Regions from separate parts of the Triticum aestivum genome. Here region 1 is linked to region 2. A link is a contact called in public Hi-C data. All regions are on one chromosome and are shown on one strand. The core of a region is the stretch at or near the end of the contact, and the rest is flanking DNA. Distances in the headings are between cores, read along the strand shown. Region 1 holds the start of LOC123145453 (phosphatidylinositol transfer protein 3). Region 2 holds the start of LOC123145449 (ethylene-responsive transcription factor RAP2-4).

The links. Hi-C and Micro-C count contacts between places; a contact is called where the count stands out from the background.
Region 1: a contact with region 2 is called in a Hi-C map of leaf, with 6 times the contacts expected there. The contact joins the promoter of LOC123145453 here to the promoter of LOC123145449 in region 2. A contact is called at or near these places in 3 of 5 Hi-C or Micro-C datasets (all in leaf).

Annotation. Positions count from the first base shown.
Region 1 is chr6D:410,967,060-410,971,453 of IWGSC CS RefSeq v2.1, reverse strand. It overlaps LOC123145453 (phosphatidylinositol transfer protein 3), which reads right to left and starts at 2,784. Exons shown (of 7, transcript XM_044564870.1): 1 at 2,648-2,784; 2 at 1,189-1,272; 3 at 931-1,021; 4 at 638-814; 5 at 324-422; 6 at 1-222. The coding sequence starts at 1,002.
Region 2 is chr6D:410,348,668-410,352,881 of IWGSC CS RefSeq v2.1, reverse strand. It overlaps LOC123145449 (ethylene-responsive transcription factor RAP2-4), which reads left to right and starts at 1,527. Exons shown (of 1, transcript XM_044564862.1): 1 at 1,527-3,420. The coding sequence starts at 2,103. The coding sequence ends at 3,104.

The DNA of each region.
Region 1 (4,394 bases), core at 1,535-4,034, 620 kb before region 2:
CTTGGGAGCATTATAAAGAATTGCCACACCCAATCTTTCAGGATAATGACCTTGTAGGACATCTGCTGTCAACTTTGTCACTAGAAGTGATACATTAGGCAAGCTGAAGCCAGCAAAATCAATGAGCCAAACCATCTGATCCTGTCCAGCTGGAAGATTTAGAATTGCATTCTCCATACAGTATACCAAATACCTGATCTGCCCTTTGGACTTTTTGGTATTCTGAAAATGAGTCACCAAAATTAGAATGACAAAATGACACAATCTAATGTGCATACATATGCACATTTTGATACAATAAGAAACAAAGAGCATCATTAAACCTGGCATCCAGGTCTCATGACGAGAATACTCCGTCCACTCTTGTCAAAATAATCACTCCGGTAAATTTTTCCAGTCATGGCTTCACCCGATATCTCATCCTATATCATGAAACTTAAATTAATAATGTGTATCAAATACTATGCCATCAGACCTACTACAATAATGCATCAACTATTCGGCTGTTTCACAAAGCATACTACTACAAAGATCTACAATGGTATAAGGTGAATCACTTGTACCACATGGATACATGACATGCTATTTCTTTTGAGAAATATAGGTTAGCTGAAGTCAAAAGGTGGGGACGGCTCACCCAACGGATCTCATCTGGCTTATACTCTGAACGCCATTTCAAGGTTTTCATAAGCATTTTGGTAGCCTTCCTCACGTCCCAGTTCCTTGCTATCAGGTACCTCGCAATTGAACCATCTGAGCAATACAGTGCAGATTTTCCAGATAGTTGTCCTAGAGCAGCTCTAACTTCACCAATCTAACAAGGAGGAATATAAAAATGAGAAATAAAAAAAATTGTATCCGCGCACAATAGGGTAAAGAATAATGAGTTGCATGTAAGCAAAATATTCAACCCAGGTGATATTGGATCACCTTGGACAGCTGCTGCTCATATAATGCTGCTTCTTTCGCATGGCCATTATTTGCACCGCTCCCTGAGCTCATACTTCTGTTTTGCTATTCCCTATCATAATACAACACAAATCACTTGTAAGAACTGTAAAATGAGTTGCATCGAGTTAGACCAAACAGAATGCCTGTATTTAGATGATGCGAGAAACAGTATGATGAAAGGACAGACCCAGTGCATAGAAGCGGGTCTGGGGAGGGATTATAGGAACCTAGTCTTACCCCTGCAAAGTGCAATGCAGAGAGGCTGGTTCGAACCCAGGACCTCTTGGCACAACTGGGGAGGACTTCACCACGGCGCCAGGCCTGCCCTCAGAAACAGTATGATAAAGATAAAAGAAAATCTAGCAGATATGCACAATATAAGTGATCACAGTGATTACGCTTAAAGGTTCCAGTTATGCTAGTTTGCACCACATTTGCAATGCCAAACTCAATGCCAAGCATATATATTCCCCCACCATCCACGCCCCCACCCAAAAAAGTACAGTTCATACAGTCCAATCTCGCTGGTAACTATGGCAGATGATATTCAGAAGCTAGCTAAGAAACTTATGGAGGGCCATGCAGCAGGATGTGATCTTGTATTCTTGAGTGTGCCTTGCACAGCAATTGTGGCAAGGACTTGGGTGAAGTGAAAGTGACAGAGGGAAATAGAGCATTCTGTTGGTGATCTCTATAAAGCATAAGAGTTCATCAACACCAACCAACTCATTTTTCTCAATCTATATGGTTCAATAGTCTGTACAAGTAGACCTGTAACTGAAAGAATGAGAAAGTTACTGAGGCTGGAGCATGTTTTCTTGTGTATAAAATTACCTACTCCTGTAGTATGGAGCAATATTTGTGTGTATGTTTAAACCTACATAGATCGTCTTCATCTTCTACGTGAGTGTTAATCCAACCCGATGGCCAAGGAGTAGAATACAGAAAACATAATGGAATAGGATACAATGTTCACATCAGCCATCTTGCTGTTGAAGCTGTCGTGTCAACTATGAACACTATCCAGTTAGTCATCCCGCAGGAGGCAGCAGAACAGCAGAGTAGCAAAACAAGACTCCCAAATTCCCACTGCCGGCCAAAACAAAAACTACGAGTAGCTAGCAAGGAACCACTCCGGAACGACAAAATTCAGAGTATCAACTGAACAGACTTATGCCCGAAAGAGGAAACAAATCAACAGGCAACCTCGAGTCCACGACCCTCGCCAAGAACCATCCAGATCCCCCAACAATCTAGCTAAACCATTTAAAGAGGGGGGAATTGCGGAGCAGCCAAATTCCTGAAGCAACCTCCCCAATCTGGCTGGAAATCGCAGTAAACGAATACGGCCAAGAGCCAGAAAACCCCAGTTCTTCCTGCCTGCTCGGGACGGCGCCCGCCGCAAGAACCAAGAAACGCCGTCGAAATGGCACGCGCCCCAAGACGGCGGGGTTAGCTCCCCCGGAAACGCCGCCGCGGGCAGGAATGCAAGATCCCACCCGGCTCACGCCTGGCCTCGAGCTAATAAACCACGCGCGCCAGGAGATCCCCACCAAGCCGAGAGCTTTCCGGCACATGCAGCAAATCGTCCGGCCGGCCAAAAAGGGCAGGCAATCTTTGTTCCGGAGAAACAAAAAGGTGCTAAAAGCGAAACTGGTGCTCAATCGAAGCTGCCCGCGAGGTTCTGGGCGCTCACCTCGGCGACGGCGACGGCGAGGCGGGGAAGGCGGAGCGCGCGAGGGTCGGTCGGGTCGGCCGAGTCGTCCTCTCCTCTCCCACCACGCCTGGGAAGCGAAGACGCGAGTGGGACTAGTATAGTATAGAGTACTAGAAGCCGAATCTGCTTCCCGTCTATACGTTCGGGAGATGGAATAAATCGGACGGCCCCGCCCGGCCCAATCCCCTCGCGTCGGGCCATCGGACGGCCGGGCCCGCCCCGCGTGCTGGGCGGTGAACGGGACAGGCGGAAACGGAAAACTATTGGGGTTGTCGGGAGGCCGTGAGCTGTTTTCCCGTGTTGTTTACTGTGCTTGTTTGGCGCTGCGATCAGGGAATCGGATCGGATTGAGCGGTTAAGCGCCGAGGATAATGGTATGCGAACATGCTACTACCATGGTCCGTTTTTCTTGGAGGCAGTAGTAGAAATGTGCGGGTTTAGCAACGGGGATAAATATTAGAGTTATGCCTAAGATTCAGGTTTGTGACATTATCTACCCTACTATTCAGCAGATTTTTTTTCTTTCAATTTTTATTATTCAATTTATGCAAACTTTTGCAATTCTTTACCCTTTTAATTTATTTATTATTGTGTCCTGACTAGTCGGCCCACATGTAAGTGTCGACTTGGATGCCATGCGGGTTGGTTAATTTGGCCAACCCGTTTTCTTTCGATGCATCCGTTTTTTGTTTTCAGTTGTTTCAACGAGTATTGCTACTGTTGGTTGCCTCTTCCTCGCCTGCACGGGGTCATCCATCCGCACGCTGGAGTAGCGGCGTTGCTGGGGCAGTAAGCCCATGTTCACGGGGTGGACAGGAAGCGGGGATATGCCGAGTGTGTGTTCGGCTCGGGAGTGATAGAGGACAAGAGAGGGAGATGGAAGTGGTGAAACAAGAATAGAGGCACGGCACGAACATGCCAGGACGCCCTGCCGAGCTAGGGGAACTAAAAAACAGTGACACCATTGTCAATGAAGGATACCGAAGCTGACGCTCGTGAGGTCGCAGCTCGAGGATGAAGGGCTACTCAGGAATAGCTATAAGAGCTTCGTCACCACACCGTAAAGTCGATAAGGGGAGAACGAAGAGCGGGGACGCGACTGTAGCGACAGATCAGTTGCGGTCCCAACAGGACCAGAGACGAGAAAGAAGAAATGGTTGATGGTGATACATGGCTTCGCGAGTCGATTCCTCCGACGGAGTTGCTCCGCGGGCCAAGATGAAACTGCGTGGCGAGGCGTTGACATTGGTCGTGTGTTCTATGGCATGGACAGTGGGTGCCATGCTCGGGGCTCTAATTGTTGTGGCCACATGAAAAGTTGATACCGTTAGAACCGGAACCCAACAAGCGTTTGAAGAAGTAAACCCGCCCATTTGGCAGGCCAAGTCAATACTTACATGTGGGCTCAACCAGTCAGAATGGCAAAAAAAGGGTAGAAAGTGGCAACTGTTTGTTTAAATTAAGTAAAAAATATGCAAAATGGAGCACATTGTGTCAGAAATTTGAAACTTGGGGATAAAAATGGAGTTTACTCCAGATATTAGCTAGCAAACGGGACAAAATTTTCTACAAACGAAGCTCGTTTCTAACTTAGCTTTGGCATCAGCATCATCAAGGACAACGATTGTATATCTCCTTGACAATCTTATTATTACTACTAGTTTGTTAGCCCTTGTGGCTGGATTTTTTTGTTAAAAAATAGCTAAAAGTATCTTAGATTTGTTAA
Region 2 (4,214 bases), core at 278-2,777:
CGACCGAGGCCACTCTGGCTGGTTGGGATGGCGGCGCAGTAGCGTCGGTTCGACCTACCTTCCCCTGATTCTTGGGGTGCTCGGAGCTGCGGATGGAGGTGCGCTCGGCAGGTGGAGCACGGCGGCTCGACTTCGTCTGTGGCTGGCCATGGTGGCAGGGGCGCTTCGGGGAGTTGGCAGGGGTGCCTTCGGGTCTTGCTGTTGCCGGGAGTGGCGACGGAGACCTGGCCCCGGGTCATGAAATGGCGTGGTGGCTGCGGCGCGGCTGGCAGCCTCCGATGGCTTCCCCTGCCCTGCTCCGGCCGGCTGGGCCCCGTTCTTTCCCAAAAGGGTGTGCTTTTTTCGACTGCTGTGTCGGTGGCTCTGGTTGAAGGGGTTGGGGTGGTCTTGGATTCCGGAGCGGCGGCTTTGGAGGTGGGAGCACGGTGCTCGTGGGCGGAGCCCGTGGCTCAGGTGCTGCCCGGTGGCCATGGCCGTGTGGGCGGCATGGTGGCTGGGGTGCGTCGATCGGTGGCGGTGGTGCGGCGTTCGTACCTTGCCAGGGGCGGTGTGTGTTGGCCGGGGTGAAAACCTGTTCTGTCTTCCGGCAGGCCGGCGGCGGCGAGTTCGTTCCTTTCTTGAAGGCGTCGTCGCGGTCCTCATTGTCCTTCGTGTTGCTCCAGGGAAAACCCTGATCCATGGATCGGGCGGTGGCGGAGCTCTGGTGCCGTGACCTTCTTGAAGGCGCCGCCTTGGAGCTCACGGTTCGTCGTATGTGGCTTCGTCTCTTCGCGGTGGTGTTCACGGTTGAGGACCCTGGTAGCTCTTGTAGCGATAGGGGTGGTGTGGCTGCGCTCAGCGCCTATGTATCTAGCCTTAAGTGTGTGCGTGTGTTGGGGTGGCGTGTGTTTGTATCGGCTTGTTGATGGTTATTGCTTTATATATAAAGCGGGGCGAAAGCCTTTTTCGGTAAGATATTGCAAGAATTAGTTTTCTCATCATCTTGTTTCATTCTCTTGCTATATATAGACATAATAAACAAGAGTTAGACACAAATTACAAAACCATCATAGAAAAACTGTGAAAAATGATTTACTGTAGCTCCTTACTTTAAGCAAGGGGTTCGCAGCTCTTGGTGCAACGCAGAAGCCGAGTTCCCGGAGCAGAGCACAAAGGGCAGGCGCAGCACACTCTGAGGTCAAGCGAGCGCACCACCACCCAATGGCGCGACGCCACTTGCACAAAACCACAGCGCGGCGACGATCACCCGCGCGTCGGGAGCACACGAGGCGGATTCTCATTGGCCGCGACTTGTGGCTCGCGCGTGCTGCCCGGCGTCGGCTGACGCCATGCACGAAAGCAACGTCTCATTTTCAAAATCACACCGCCAACTCCCAACAAAACAAGAAACGATTAACGAAATTAATCCGATCAGACCGCTTTGTGGCAGCGAACAAATCGCACGGCTGAGTGGTTGCTTCGCTTCGCCTGCACGGCTGCGCGCACGGCCGGAGCCCGGCGCTATAAAAGGCCCCGGAGCGACGCCTCTTCTTCCTCAGAGAGACGCCTCAACCCCCACCCCACCACCCACGAGCAACACGCAGCCACAATCCCATCCCACTCCACGGTGAGGTTGAGCGATCTGACGAGCCCTTCAGCAGCAGCAGCGACGACGGCGGCAGGTTTGCTCTCTGAACTTCTCTGGTCTTTTTAGCGGCAGCCAGCAGGAACACACAGGAAACCAAGGTCCCGTTCAAGGGGTTCGCTTCTTCTGGGATTATTAGATCGGAAGAGGCGCTCTCCTCTTGCTCGGGATCTTCTTGATTTCTTGCCAACCTCACCACTCTCCTAGGAGGAACAGAGAGATCCAGAGAACCTTTTTTCTCTCCTGGATTCTTGCCCTTTTTCAGCCTTGTTTTGCTTCGGTACGGCCGGAAAGGGTTCTTTTGCAATACCCTTCTAGTTCGTCCGATTTATTCCCCTCGTTTCTCTAATTTTATTGAGGAACAGGGCCCTTTTTTTTCTTTCTTTCTGCTTGCACGAGAAAGCTTCCTTTTTTCCATTCCGTTTTTGGTTCGGCCTTCTCGACATCACCTTCTTCTTCTACCTCTGTCCAAGCCCTCATGGCCGCTGCCATAGACATGTACAAGTACAACACCAGCACGCACCAGATCGGCTCCGCCGCCTCTGCTTCGGATCAGGAGCTCATGAAAGCACTCGAACCTTTTATCACGATTGCTTCCTCCTCTTCCTCTCACTACCCGTACCAGTACTACTCTTCTCCCTCCATGACCCAAAATTCATACATGGCCACCCCATCGTCGTCCTACGCCTCCTCGTTCGCAGTCTCTCCTCTGCCCACCACCGCGCCCGCCTCGCCGTCTTTCTCGCAGCTTCCGCCGCTCTACTCCTCGCAGTATGCCGCTTCGGGCATGAACGGATCCATGGGGCTGGCCCAGCTCGGCCCGGCCCAGATCCAGCAGATCCAGGCCCAGTTCTTCGTCCAGCAGCAGCAGCAGCAGAGGGGCCTGGCTGGTGGCTCGTTCCTTGGGCCGCGCGCGCAGCCGATGAAGCAGTCCGGGTCGCCGCCGCGCGCGTCCGCCGCGGCGCTGGCGCTGGCCGGAGTGGCGCCCGCGCAGTCCAAGCTGTACCGCGGCGTGCGGCAGCGCCACTGGGGCAAGTGGGTGGCGGAGATCCGCCTCCCCAAGAACCGCACGAGGCTGTGGCTCGGCACCTTCGACACCGCCGAGGACGCCGCGCTCGCCTACGACAAGGCCGCCTTCCGCCTCCGCGGCGACCTCGCCCGCCTCAACTTCCCGTCGCTCCGCCGCGGCGGCGCCCACCTGGCCGGCCCGCTCCACGCCTCCGTCGACGCCAAGCTCACCGCCATCTGCGAGTCCCTCGCCGCGCCCTCGTCCAAGAACTCGGAGCCGGAGTCCCCCAAGTGCTCGGCGTCGACGGAGGGCGAGGACTCGGCGTCCGCCGGGTCCCCGCCGCCGCCCACGCCGCCCGTCCCGGAGATGGAGAAGCTGGACTTCACGGAGGCGCCGTGGGACGAGTCGGAGACCTTCCACCTGCGCAAGTACCCGTCCGTGGAGATCGACTGGGACTCCATCCTGTCGTGAACAGCAAGCAGCTGCTACTACTAGTACAGTCTTCGTTAAGCTCCGTAGCTATGATGTAATCTCTCCTTGGATCGAATCGGCGGCTGCTCTGGCCCGACGGCATTTTAGACGTCGGCCATGGCTGCTGCGCGTAGCAGTAATTAACTAGTAGCAGTAAGTAAGTAGCCAGTGGTGTTTAGTAAGATCGTTGCTACTACTACGTGGTGTAATTGATCTCCTGGTCGACCTGCCGGCAGTTTTTTTCACGGCAAGGCGGCCAGTCGAGAGGTGTAATCATGTTTACCCGTTGAAAGAATTGCACTAGCTTATGTAACCATATGCGTGTCTGTCTCTTGGTGCACTGCTACTGATGCAGTGATGTGTGAAATGTGCTCTTGGAGTTGTGGCCTACGCAGATGCTTCGTAGTGCCTTTTCTGATTGTGCCAAAGTACAGTATACGTGATGACATCTTTTCAGAAACAAAAGTATGGTGATGGCATCAGGTTGCGCTTCTTGGAAACATGTCTATGCACGGGACACAACTTCACAACCAAATTACTGGGACGTACTCCCTCAATGTTCTAAACGGTCTTATATTTGTTTACGGAGGGAGTATCACGTATGGTTCTACACGGACATGCAAAGGCCGATCATGCTTTTCATGGGACTTGAGCATATGAACGGAGCAGAGTTCTAGCTTTCCAGACTTCCAGTTCATATACTCAACACAAGCAGAAGAACGTTGCCACACTCCAGGCCTGCCAAGGAAGCGCAAACTGACACTTAACAGCAACAACTTACTTACACGCAGCACCCAAGTTTATTAGGTTGGCTATGTCGATTGGTATTACCTCTTCCCCTAAAATGAAAATCACAAGTTTCTACGGATGTGTTTAGCACTTTGACTTCCGCCCTCTTTCGAGCCCCTGCCTAACTAAAACTTGTGATCATATCATTTCCCTCAGTGTTAAATGATATGTCCGTCAGTGTTAATTTACATGTTAGTTGTATCCAACTTCCAGTCATGGACTGCCGATCTTGTGAGCTGTTTGGGTTAGGTCGCAAGCGAAAGCACTCTTAACTTTACACACGCATTTGCACCATTTAATTACTCAACGAATTCAGCAAAT